Regions from separate parts of the Hordeum vulgare genome. Here all the other regions are linked to region 3. The links are chromatin contacts, called in public Hi-C maps. All regions are on one chromosome and are shown on one strand. The core of a region is the stretch at or near the end of the contact, and the rest is flanking DNA. Distances in the headings are between cores, read along the strand shown.

The links. Hi-C and Micro-C count contacts between places; a contact is called where the count stands out from the background.
Region 1: a contact with region 3 is called in a Hi-C map of leaf, with 2.1 times the contacts expected there. The contact joins the enhancer-like site here to the promoter of LOC123439900 in region 3. A contact is called at or near these places in 3 of 6 Hi-C or Micro-C datasets (all in leaf).
Region 2: a Hi-C map of seedling shows a contact between it and region 3, with 2.1 times the contacts expected there. The contact joins the enhancer-like site here to the promoter of LOC123439900 in region 3. A contact is called at or near these places in 1 of 6 Hi-C or Micro-C datasets (seedling) and 1 of 1 datasets of contacts at active chromatin or transcription factors (embryo).
Region 4: a contact with region 3 is called in a Hi-C map of seedling, with 4 times the contacts expected there. The contact joins the promoter of LOC123443716 here to the promoter of LOC123439900 in region 3. A contact is called at or near these places in 1 of 6 Hi-C or Micro-C datasets (seedling) and 1 of 1 datasets of contacts at active chromatin or transcription factors (embryo).

Annotation. Positions count from the first base shown.
Region 1 is chr3H:310,287,893-310,290,602 of MorexV3_pseudomolecules_assembly, forward strand. No RefSeq gene overlaps it. Among protein-coding and RNA genes, the nearest start is that of LOC123441724, 140 kb to the left of the region's middle. Within about 2 kb of position 1,264, at least 2 of the 3 cell types and tissues checked have open chromatin away from gene starts, as enhancers often do. A contact at or near this core is called in leaf, where this site is marked.
Region 2 is chr3H:310,360,070-310,362,769 of MorexV3_pseudomolecules_assembly, forward strand. No RefSeq gene overlaps it. Among protein-coding and RNA genes, the nearest start is that of LOC123441724, 220 kb to the left of the region's middle. Within about 2 kb of position 1,347, at least 3 of the 3 cell types and tissues checked have open chromatin away from gene starts, as enhancers often do. A contact at or near this core is called in seedling, where this site is marked.
Region 3 is chr3H:311,162,512-311,165,211 of MorexV3_pseudomolecules_assembly, forward strand. LOC123439900 reads right to left here and starts at 1,429. Exons shown (of 2, transcript XM_045116522.1): 1 at 1,077-1,429; 2 at 1-892. The coding sequence starts at 1,221.
Region 4 is chr3H:311,973,129-311,975,828 of MorexV3_pseudomolecules_assembly, forward strand. It overlaps LOC123443716, which reads right to left and starts at 1,263. Exons shown (of 3, transcript XM_045120213.1): 1 at 583-1,263; 2 at 384-489; 3 at 1-76. The coding sequence starts at 750. It overlaps LOC123443717 (a long non-coding RNA gene), which reads left to right and starts at 1,411. Exons shown (of 4, transcript XR_006630796.1): 1 at 1,411-1,620; 2 at 1,734-1,855; 3 at 1,942-1,994.

The sequences.
Region 1 (2,710 bases), core at 14-2,513, 870 kb before region 3:
AAAAAGACCCCTCGGTACGCTAGACAGGTTTTCACCATATTTAAGGCCCATGGAAATGAGGCGATTGCAATCCGCGTCTGATTTCACGGCCTAGGTTTGGAAAAGTGCTCGACCGTACCTGATACCAGAGGTACTACTAGCGTGACGATTATATCTGGCTTACACCGAGTTCTATAGTACGCTCGCGTGAAGATTTCTTCTTTGCGCTAGAGAGATTTTGGGTCGGCCACCTTTTCGTACGTGGCACGTGCTGCGGATCTACCGACTGATTTCCTAGAGAAATCAGTTGGATTCTGGCCATCGGATTTTGCGTTCGTCATCGTTGAATTCAGTCAACACCATATCGCGGGGTCGTTCCCTTGTCTCATCGCTGCCGCAACAGAGAAGTAACCAAAGCAAGTTCACCATAGGAAGCAGCGCCGCCCAGCTTGCAGCAGGAGCTGCACCCCTCGTCGGCGCATAGGGATGCTCCACCGACGATCATCGACAACGCTTCACTGCAGCCCCAAACACCAGCGTGGCTCGCGCTCCATCGTAGCATTGGACATCGCCGTCGATGATTCAGTGCAGTGCTGACGCTGCTGCGGCGTTGCTCCACCAGTGCTTCATCGCAACCCCCGTCGGCCGCCGGCATCGATGCCATGCTCCATAGCACCACCTTGATGGCTGCCGGCAAAAAAGAACTTCACTTGAACGCCACCCGCCGTGCGGTGGTGCTTCATGGCCGCACTACTGTCATCGTTGAAGCTCCATCACAACATCGAGGCGATCGCCGGCGAAAGCTTCACTGCAGTGCCGCACCGCTGCCCCGTTGAAGCACCGCCTCAACACCGAGGAGGTCGCCGGTGAAAGCTTCACTACAACGCCCCATCGTGCGGCGGAGCTCCATGGCCGCACCGCTGCCCTGTCGAAGCTCCATCGCAGCACCACGATAGTCGTCGATGAAATCTTCACTGTAGCGTGCCATCGCTCGGCGGAGCTCCGTGGCCGCACCATTGCCTCATCGAAGCTTCATCGCAGCACCTTCGATGGTTGCCGACAAAAAATCTTCACTGCAACGTAACACCGGGGGGCGGTGCTCCAACGCAGCGCGACGGCGATGGCGGATGCTCCAACGCAGTTGTGCAGCGGAGATGCATGAGGAGCTGTCGTCGTCCTCCTCCATTAGTTCGGAGCAGCAGGAATGCCTGTGTGTGAACGTGTGTGAAAGAGAAATGGGAAAGGTGAAAAGGTAAAGGAAAAGGGATGAGTGGCGGAGTGTGCATGAAGATAAGGTTGGACGTAACGGGTCAACAGGGACACGTGTTCACGAGGGGGCGCGGCTTACGTTCTCTTGTTTTCATCCGGTTGATAATAAACCTTTTCCTTCATACATTTGTTCGCTTGCTCGCGTCACTAGCTCCATGGTGGCTACATTCGCTTTGACTTTTTTCTGCTATTTTGTTTTCATTTCGGTTTTCTTAGTTTCTCTATTGTTTTTTCCTTTCCTTTGTTATTGCACTTGTTTTCTTCATTTCTTTCTTGTTTTTACTGGTTTTTATTTTCTTTACTTTTTGGTTTTCTTAAGCTTTTTTTTGTTTCTTTCTCTGTTTTCTCCTATTTGCTTGTTCTTTGTTTCTATGTATTTTATGCACAATTTTTTTCTTTGGTTTTTATATTTTATTTGCTTATATTTTTTTCTTCTATGATTTTTTTCTGTTTCTTAATTATACTTTGGTTTTCTTTACGTTTCTTCATGCCTTCCATCATTTCCTTAAACATATGTCCAGTTTTTTCAGTGCATAGTGCATATTTCCAATGCATGAGTGAAACAATTTTTTTTATTGACACTGTATATTGCCTGAATACACGATGTACATTTTTTGGTAAACACATGTTATGAAACATTTTTTGAATCTATTGTAAAATAGTTTTTGAAATACACACTGAACATTTACTTAATGGCAATAAACCTTTTTTCCAACCTACGAGCACATCTTTCTACATTGCATATACAGTTTTTAAATTCTCACGAACATTGTTTTTCAAAACACGTGAATATTTCCTTTAAAATGTCACACACATTTTCGTAATGGTAATAAACATTTTTTATGTTTTATAAATGTCACAAACATTAATTCGAAACAAGAGAGTATTTACTCAAAATGGCATGTACATTTTATAATATTACGAAAAATAGTTTATACTTCTTAGGGGAAACCATTATTTTATACTTGTCAAAGATTCTTTAATATTCCATACACATTTGACATACAATTTTTTGAAACGCACAAACATCTTAATAATGTGACGAACATTTTTTCTGAAAGATATCAACATTTTTTTAATTGTATAACAATTTTATATTGTATTCACATTTTTTAAAATTCATTTTTAATGTAATTATGTTTAAAATATATATCCATTTAGAATATAGAAAATAAAAAATACCATGACGTGAGCGTGGCGAACCCTCGTCCTATTGGACTGACCGACCAATGGCCTCACTAGAAGCTCCACGCGGGTGGGGCTTCCTACCGCCTCCCTATAAGGGAGGCATAGGTCCGCCCTTAATAGTAGTGCTATCGTGTGTGGATCTCTTGTTCTTTTATTGTAACACCATGGCTCATCTAGAAAGTACGACCCAAGACCCATTGTTAGTATAGATTTGTACCGATTTTTACCTATGTTTAAAATGGATAATTTTCGATTTTTTGAGAGAATCACTTCA
Region 2 (2,700 bases), core at 97-2,596, 800 kb before region 3:
TCTGGACAAGATTTGCAGTTTGCACTGCAACCATATTATTTTCTTACCCAAAGCTTTTGAAAATTTTACTACTTACACAGGACCCTACAAAACCCATAAGTCGAGAGTTTCAGCCCGAGTGGAATTGTTTGAGATCATGTTATAACATCATTTTGTTTGTGTCCAAGAATGCACTTTTGCAAAAATTTCACTAGGAAGTTTCTGTTTTGCAAAAATAAACCTAGCCATCTCTGTTAGCTTCCAAGGAAATCTCAACCTGGAAAATTTGGTGGCTAACAAGAATACCTAGAGGCCCCTGGCATTTTACCAAACACTCTAGGTGCATGACCTGAACTGGCATACTTTTTAAACTGCATTCTGGAAATTCTTTCCCTGCCAAACCAACATGTCCATGAGAGCTTGAGTAACAAGCCTAGCCATCCTATTAAGTCACACCTCAAACCAAATCCTCTAGCCTATAGTGGCATTTGGTCGAACACCTACCGTACACACCCAGAGCACGCCGAGAGCGCTCGTTTTGCATGTGTTGTGAAGTAGACGCCGCGCCCACCTGCACTGTTTCCAGTCTCACCCATGCACTGGCAGCGTGCATCTCCTCATTGCTGACACTTCTGGCACTTGCTGCACCTCCTGCAACCGTGCTGGCAGCCGATGCCAGCAACGGCTGCCCCGGCGAGTACACCACCGCCCGAGCCACCTCTACTCACTAGCTCCCCCTGCATCCAAAGCCATCGAGTCCGCTAGCCAGACAGCCAGCCGGAATCCTGTTTGACCCCCTGCGTCGCCGCGAGTCCCTGTAGTTCCACACGCGGTCGGCCGGCTTTCTTATCGCCATCGCCTCAGACCGACCTCGAGGCCCTATAAGTAGATGCACCCCGAGCCCTTCTAGCCATCGCAACCCTTCCTCGTAGCCATAGCAAGCCTTCTCTTGCCCCAATTCCGCCCGAGTCCGTCTCGTTCTCCACCGACTGTAGCTTCGGCCTCCGCCATTCTCGACTAAATTTGAGCGAACTAGAGCCCCTCCCTGCCTCTCTCCTTCTACGTTAGAACCCCCATGACCCCATGGACCCATTTCCCCCTCCAGTTTGGCAGCAGAGCCGCAGTGAGCAAAGCTTGCTCCATGACCGAAGCTCGGTCCGCCATTTCCAAGGTCGTACACAACCCAAAACTCTCCAACCATGAGTTCCCCCTCCATGCGGTGCGGGTAGTTCCCTTGAGCGCATGGATGGGCCTGGCATTGAGGGTGGTGTCGCGTGGCGCTGCAAATCGTCGCCGGACTCGCCATGTTCTCTGTCCAGGCGCCCACGGAGGAGGGAGATGAATCCGACAGGTGGACCCCACCTACCGGTGAGCCAACTGTTACCCCAATGGCGCAGTTGAGCCGATGTGCCGTCCCTCTAAGTAAGCACACTGAGGTAAGTGCGTTTTCGTAGCCGGAAAGAATATTTCAGCTGAAACGTCTTCTTTTGCTGATTTGTTTTTAAGACAAAACTTTGACTAGATTTTGACTAGCCCTAGTTTCAAAAATAATAGTACAAATGAGTTGATTATTTTTCTTACCTCTTTCAAATTTCATCTAGTTTATTTTAGTGTTTATTTGAAAATTTTCAAAGACAACTTTCTATACCGTTTTTAAATTGTGTGTTAATTAGAATCAAACTAGGCTATGGAGAGAGGAGAAAAACTTCAAAAGTTTTGGAGTGCAGCCTACTTCTCTACACTTGGAAGGCAAGCATTCCGAACCTACATATATCTGGGTTGTGTGTGGGTTGCTTGATGATAAAAACATTATGGTTACGTTAAACTAGTGGTGTTATTTCATGTGACAATCATGCAAGTGGCTTAATGATTTAAAAGTCCAATTGTTGCATGATTGAGAAGCATGGGACAACAGTCACATCTTCCTACCACACATGTCTACCTGTTAGGATACGATGAGAGTCGGTGTCTCATGGAAAACACGACCTTGGGACTGACATCTCGTGGGACGAGAGTGGTCAGCGAGGCATGTTGGGGTACGATAGGTAGTGAATCTGTCTGCGGTGATAAAACATTTTGATTGTGCTAATCATGCAAGGAATAATTTAAACCTCCTGAGTCGACCGTAGATCGAGTCTTGTCAGTATCTCACCTTAACCCTTTGTGCTGCCACATGTCTTCCTGAAAGGGAATATGGTTCAGTAGGACGTAAACCAATTACCAGGTACACACCAAGTAGACAGGTCGGGATGAAGGTATCCGGGGCACTGGACTAAATCCAGTCATCCAGATAGGGGGCATGGGTGTTTTCGGTCTGGGACCGAGAGGGGAAGAGCTCTCCTCTTGTAGCGTGCGGTATAAATTTGATCCCATGCTAGTTGACGTGGGAGCCTCTCCATCTTATGGTTTTTCTGTGGCAACGTAGTCCGAGTGATATCGGTCTTCCCAGGAGAAAAATGGGTGTGTACTGGTTCTGAGTGTTTACTTCTAAAATACCGTACGTCGGACAAGTCCGATTGACTATCGAAACCCGTCGGCTGTGGCTAAAGAGTACACCCTCTGCAGAGCCAAAACTATTCGAGTAGCCGTGTCCACGGTCAAGGACGATTGGTTGGTTAGTCAAGTGTCGGTTTGAGTGTCGGTCTTCGGAGAAAGTTAAGAAATCGTGAGACTAATTAGGAAATATGGTGGATGATTATAAATATTATTTTACTGTGGACT
Region 3 (2,700 bases), core at 179-2,678:
ATCGCCGCCGCGCGGTAGATCATCTCCTTCACCTGCGCCAGGGCCTCCGTGTCCGGTTCGTACCGAGGGACGTCGTCGCAGCCGTTGTTGACGGAGCTTCTGCCGTCAAAGCTGATGCTGGACGAGGTGCTGCTCAGCGTCAGCGACGGCTTCGTCCGCTTGGAGCACGGCGCAGCACCGCCGCCGGTGCTGAACGCAATCTGGATGCCGCCATCTCCGGTGCTGGTGGACGCGAGGAGGCTGCAGAGAGGGTTCTCCTGCGACTGGGAGTGCCCGTCGGCCGCCGGGCATGGTGCATCGGCGGCTCTCCTCTTTCTACTTGACCGGCGTTGCCTTTTGGCAGCACCATTGGCTTGGTCCCACTGCCTCGTCGTCCCCGGCGCCTTATTGCCGGTGTGGAAGACGGCCGCATCGACGATGCCGGCGCGGTCAACGGCGGCAGCCGCGCCTTTCGTGAAGGAAGGTGCTGCAGCTGGTACAGTAGCCAACGTGACAGCTCGTGGTGCTGGTACGAGGTCGTAGTCGACAGGCATCCCCATCACGCCCTGATGGCCATGTTGATGCTGCTGTCGCTGCAAGACAATCCCGTCAACCTCCGCGTAGGCAGGCGTGACGGGTCCCGTTCCCGTTCCCGTAGCGCCGAATGCGAGGCCGCCGCCTCCAGCGGCCATCGGCGCCGGGATCGCCTTGCCTCCTCCGCACGGCACCTGGATGCCCTGCAGCTCCATGATCGCGGCCGCTAGCGCCTCGTCCAGCACCAGCCTCTCCAGCACCGTCATGGCGCCGCTCCCGTCCATAACATTAACGACATCACCGGCCGCACCACCGCCGCTGTTCCACGCGATCTCGCTTAGGATCATGTCGTTGCACAAGCCAGGATCCATCTTGCCACCTACAGTAGTTAATAAGAGATCCGGTATATATGAGCTATACATCCAAATCCAAGAAACTAGCCAGCATATATATATATATATATATATATATATATATATATATATATATATATATATGATCTGTGTGAGGCCCATCTGATGAAGCACATGCAACTATCGATCGATCAAATTGCGCGTACGTACCTTTAATCAATGGGACGCAAGTAAGCCGAGGGGAGCACTCTGCCGCTGTTGCTGCTGCTGCTGGTGGCGGTGGTGGTGGTGATGCTAGGCTGGCTAGTGTGCGTGTGGATATATTGGAGCAACAGAGGGAGGAGCATTCGCGCATTAAACACTAGCTCGCTCGAGGAGGAAGATGCTAATGGCGCAATAAGACAAGATGCCTGCAGTGTTGAAGCTACTTTTAAGGCCCTGCGCGCAGCGTGTGTGTGTGTGTGGGGGGGTGTGTGCTACTGCTCTCCTCTCTCTAGCAAAAGGCTGCAGGCCGGAGGGTAAAGCAAGCAGGCTCTTATATATATATAATTATAAAGAGGCAAGCCAAAGAATAGATGGTTGCACCTATGGTGCTGCTGTACTGTACTGTCTAGTGGAGTACATATACTACCTCGATGGTCCTCACACTTGACACACTGTCTGTCTGTACACTGCAGCGATGCACACATCTAGCTATAGCCACACCACAGCTAGCTACTGCCTATTATCACTCACTATGTTGTGTCTCCATATTAATGCTCTTGATTATGTGGGTTCTGAAATATAAGCTTGCTAACATGCATAGGGCTTTTACTTATCGGTTAGCAGGGTACTGGTCTATTCTCATATGTCTAGGGCTGTGTAGGTAGGAGGTAGGGCTCAATTATACAACTACAGTACTACTGGTACATTAATTATGTCATTTTACCTAAAGGTAAAGTTGCCTTATTCCTCCATTCTGAAATATAAAAACTTTTAATGGTTTCACTGAAAGACTATGTATATAAACATGCTTTAGAGTGTAAATTCATTTATTTTGCTTTGTATGTAGTCTCTTGGTGAAATCTCTATAAAAACTAATATTTAGGAAGAGAGGCCGTAATTTGGGTCAGTCGGTTAGGGGAAGAAGGAAGCATGCAACGAGGCGTAGCACCGTCGCCACCGTCGGGTTGAGCGTAGCAAGGCCGTAGCTCGCCACGGGACGCCGGCAAGGCCTCGGACAGGAAGAAGTCATAGCCAGTGACGAGCAGGCAGAGGCGAATGTTAGCAGCATGGGATGCAAGGACGTAGGTGAGCACGGCGATGACTGGTGGTGATGGGAGGGCCGGGGGAAGGCTGGCACGGGAATATCATCGGACGTGGGCTCCGGAGGCGCGCAGGCGGTTAGACAAGCGTTCGGTTTAAGGAAGAGGATGGACAAGGAGATAGGGAGGTTGAAGAACACCACTTTTTGCCCTTCTTTTCTTGCATCAGACTGTCAAGAACAAATCGACTAATTTAATTACTTTATTTCAGTCTGGTGGCCTCTAGGCACTCCATATTTATGTACCAGTGGCGGATCTAGCGTGTAGGCACGGTAGGTTATGACCCATCCAGAATTTAGAAATTTTGTTTAGTACCTACATACTAATTTAGCCCACAAGATTAGGTTGAGTTTTTTTTCCTTAAGGTGTGCACACTCTAGATTTCTTTCCTCGCTCCGTCACCGTTATGTACAGTACTTATGTGTGAGTCCTTCCAATCCTATCATCTAGGATGAGAGATTTCTTTGGATTCTACTCCCTCCGTTTTTAAATATAAGTTTTTTAAAGGTTTCATTAAAAAATTATATACG
Region 4 (2,700 bases), core at 13-2,512, 810 kb after region 3:
TTGTCGAGGTTGCCATTGCCCCTCCTTCTGGTTTCATCCATGCTCATCCTATTAATATAAGGCACACTTCCATTACCTATAAATTAGAGCAGCAGAAGTAAGCATAAGTATAGTTCAACTTTATTTGCCAAATATGGTAATCTGTTTTAACACACATGCAGCCAAAGTTGATACAGTTAGTTGCAGATTACCACATACAGTTAGTTAGTTAGTAATAATCATGCAGTACAAGAAATTAGATACAGTTGGTTGCACATTACCACATACAGCTAACTACAGGACAAAAGAGGACTACAGATTACCACATACATCTTGACAAAAGAGGACTCGTACAGGATTGACTACAGGATGCCAAATAAACATGCATGTGAAGGATTGACTACCTTGCTCAGCTTGCCGACCTGTAGCAGCTCGAAAGGCAGCTCGTGCGTGAGACGTCGGGGCGCTGCCCGAGCCCTGCATGCGCCGCCTGCTGCCACTGCCGTCGACCTGTTCACACCAGGTGAACTATCTTAACATCTCATTTGTTGACTAACTGAGCAGCAAGATTAGGGGGAGAGAGAGAAGAAGAGGCAGGCCTACCAAATCGAAACACATCAGGACCAAATCGAAACACATCAGGACCAAATCGAAACACATTAGGGGAGAGAGAGAGAAGAAGAAGAAGAACATGGCCCGGGTGAGGAGAATTGTGCATCCATGGCGGCGGGGTGTGGTCCAAGGTCGATGGCGGCGTCCCGAGACGGCCATGGCGTGGGCGCGGAGCAGGCACCCCGTCACGCCACTAAGCAGAATCACGCGCGGCCGAGGACGTACGACGGGGCCGACGGATCTGCGAGCGCCATGGTCGTCGCCTCACCTGCTCGCTCTCCCTCTTCTCTTCCCTTCCCTTCCCTTCTAAAAACGGGAGGGGGGACGTTGCGGGCGGAGGCTGGCCGGAGGAGACGGGCGTGAGGTGCGGCGGCGGGGTGGGGAAGGAGCTTCGCCAGATCCCGTCACCGGAGATGAGGGAGGCGGCGTTGGAGGGGGGACCCGGTGGTGTCCCAATGTTGGAGGGGGTTGGTGGGGTGGGGCGGGAGGGGAACGAGACCGCCACACTGCCACGTGCCGTCACCTTCCCCTTGGGCGCCGTGCGGGTTTGCCGGCCGGCCCTCCGGCGGCGGTGCTGCGGGGAGTTGTGATGGAGGTGGGAACCTGGGCGGCGGGGCGGCGGCGTGGGCGATCGTGAGCGTCGTGGGTGAGGCGTTGAGACGGTGGGAGGACCTGTGGGAAGACTTTTAGCCATAGAAGACGATGTACTAAGGGGTTTTTATTAAACTAATCTGCTGGTTTATCGTCTGGTTTATGGGGGATTGAAAAAAAAATCGGTGGAACGATGGAAAGGCTAGTGGGAGGAGGGGGATCGCTTAAGGCAGTGACGACTCTGGAGAACTGGACACGGACGACAGCGACACGACGAGGGGATTTGACTCTCGTGGATCACGGGGCCTCATCGGCAGGTCAACGCCCCTACTCCGTGCTGCCTCGACTATGGCTGCCTGAATCAACTTGGGATTCATGCTCACCTACATGTGATCTTGTAGTTGCATTGCAAAACACATGGTTAAGTGCTCCTGAAGGGTATGACCAATGAAGCGGCACAAAAGTGCCTCGGTTAACTCGATTTATCATGATGTCATATTCTTTTGTTGCTGCTGATTCTACTAATCAACTGTGATTCTGCAAGTTTTCAGGACGAACGCTGCTAGAGATCAATAAATCCTTCCACGGTGTTCGCAACATTTTGTATGACAGGTCCAGCGACGGGGCATGCCCGAGCTACTGCTCCTGGTGTGGCGTGCTGTGGAACATCAGTGTAAGAAGCTCTCTATTTAAAATATCATGCTCTGTTGCCGGCTGCAATATACGATAACTAACACATGTTCATGTGTGCAATGACAGCAACCTGTCAGGGTTCAATCATGATGGCGAAATCTCATGGCCCACATTGCAATGTATGATGTTACTTGTTACATTGTTTCCTGAAATTTAAATGGTTTCAGATGCGTAATGAGTTTCAGTAACCTGTTTAATATTTTTTGTCATATGTAATTATTTGTAGACGAATGAAAATTCGGGCAAATGACCAATGAGATTGGTGATTAATCTTCTTCTGAGTTCATGCGGTGCTCTAACCCAATAGATGATTTATATTTTTTATGAATGACAAGTGATGGTAATTGATTTCTTTGATGCATAGTTGTTACATTATTTATGTTTTACGCTCCACTTGAAGACTAACGTTTGTATAGTGGCAAAATAAAGATTCTTTTAATGCACACAAGTGAGCTAGAAAAGTTTCCATGCTACTACAGTTTAGCAGTACATGTATGAATCTTGTGGATGAATTCTGAAGTGACAGACCAATTGTACTTATAGGCATCGCTTGGGCATGCAGTCCTAATTTATATTTCTCGACAATTTAATGATGTTATTTCTTTGTCTGCAACAAATAATTATCTATCCATTTAGCTCTATAAATATTTACTTCTTTTCCAGTTCACAATACTTATGTCATCTCCACCTCTATGGAGAGATTCACAAGCAATTATAATTCCTGCATGTTTTTGAAACTATTGAGAAGTCCATTTCTCTTGAGAGCAGAGATGAACGTTGTATTTTTTAAAAATTTCTAGGAGAAATTCCTTGTAGGAATGCAAC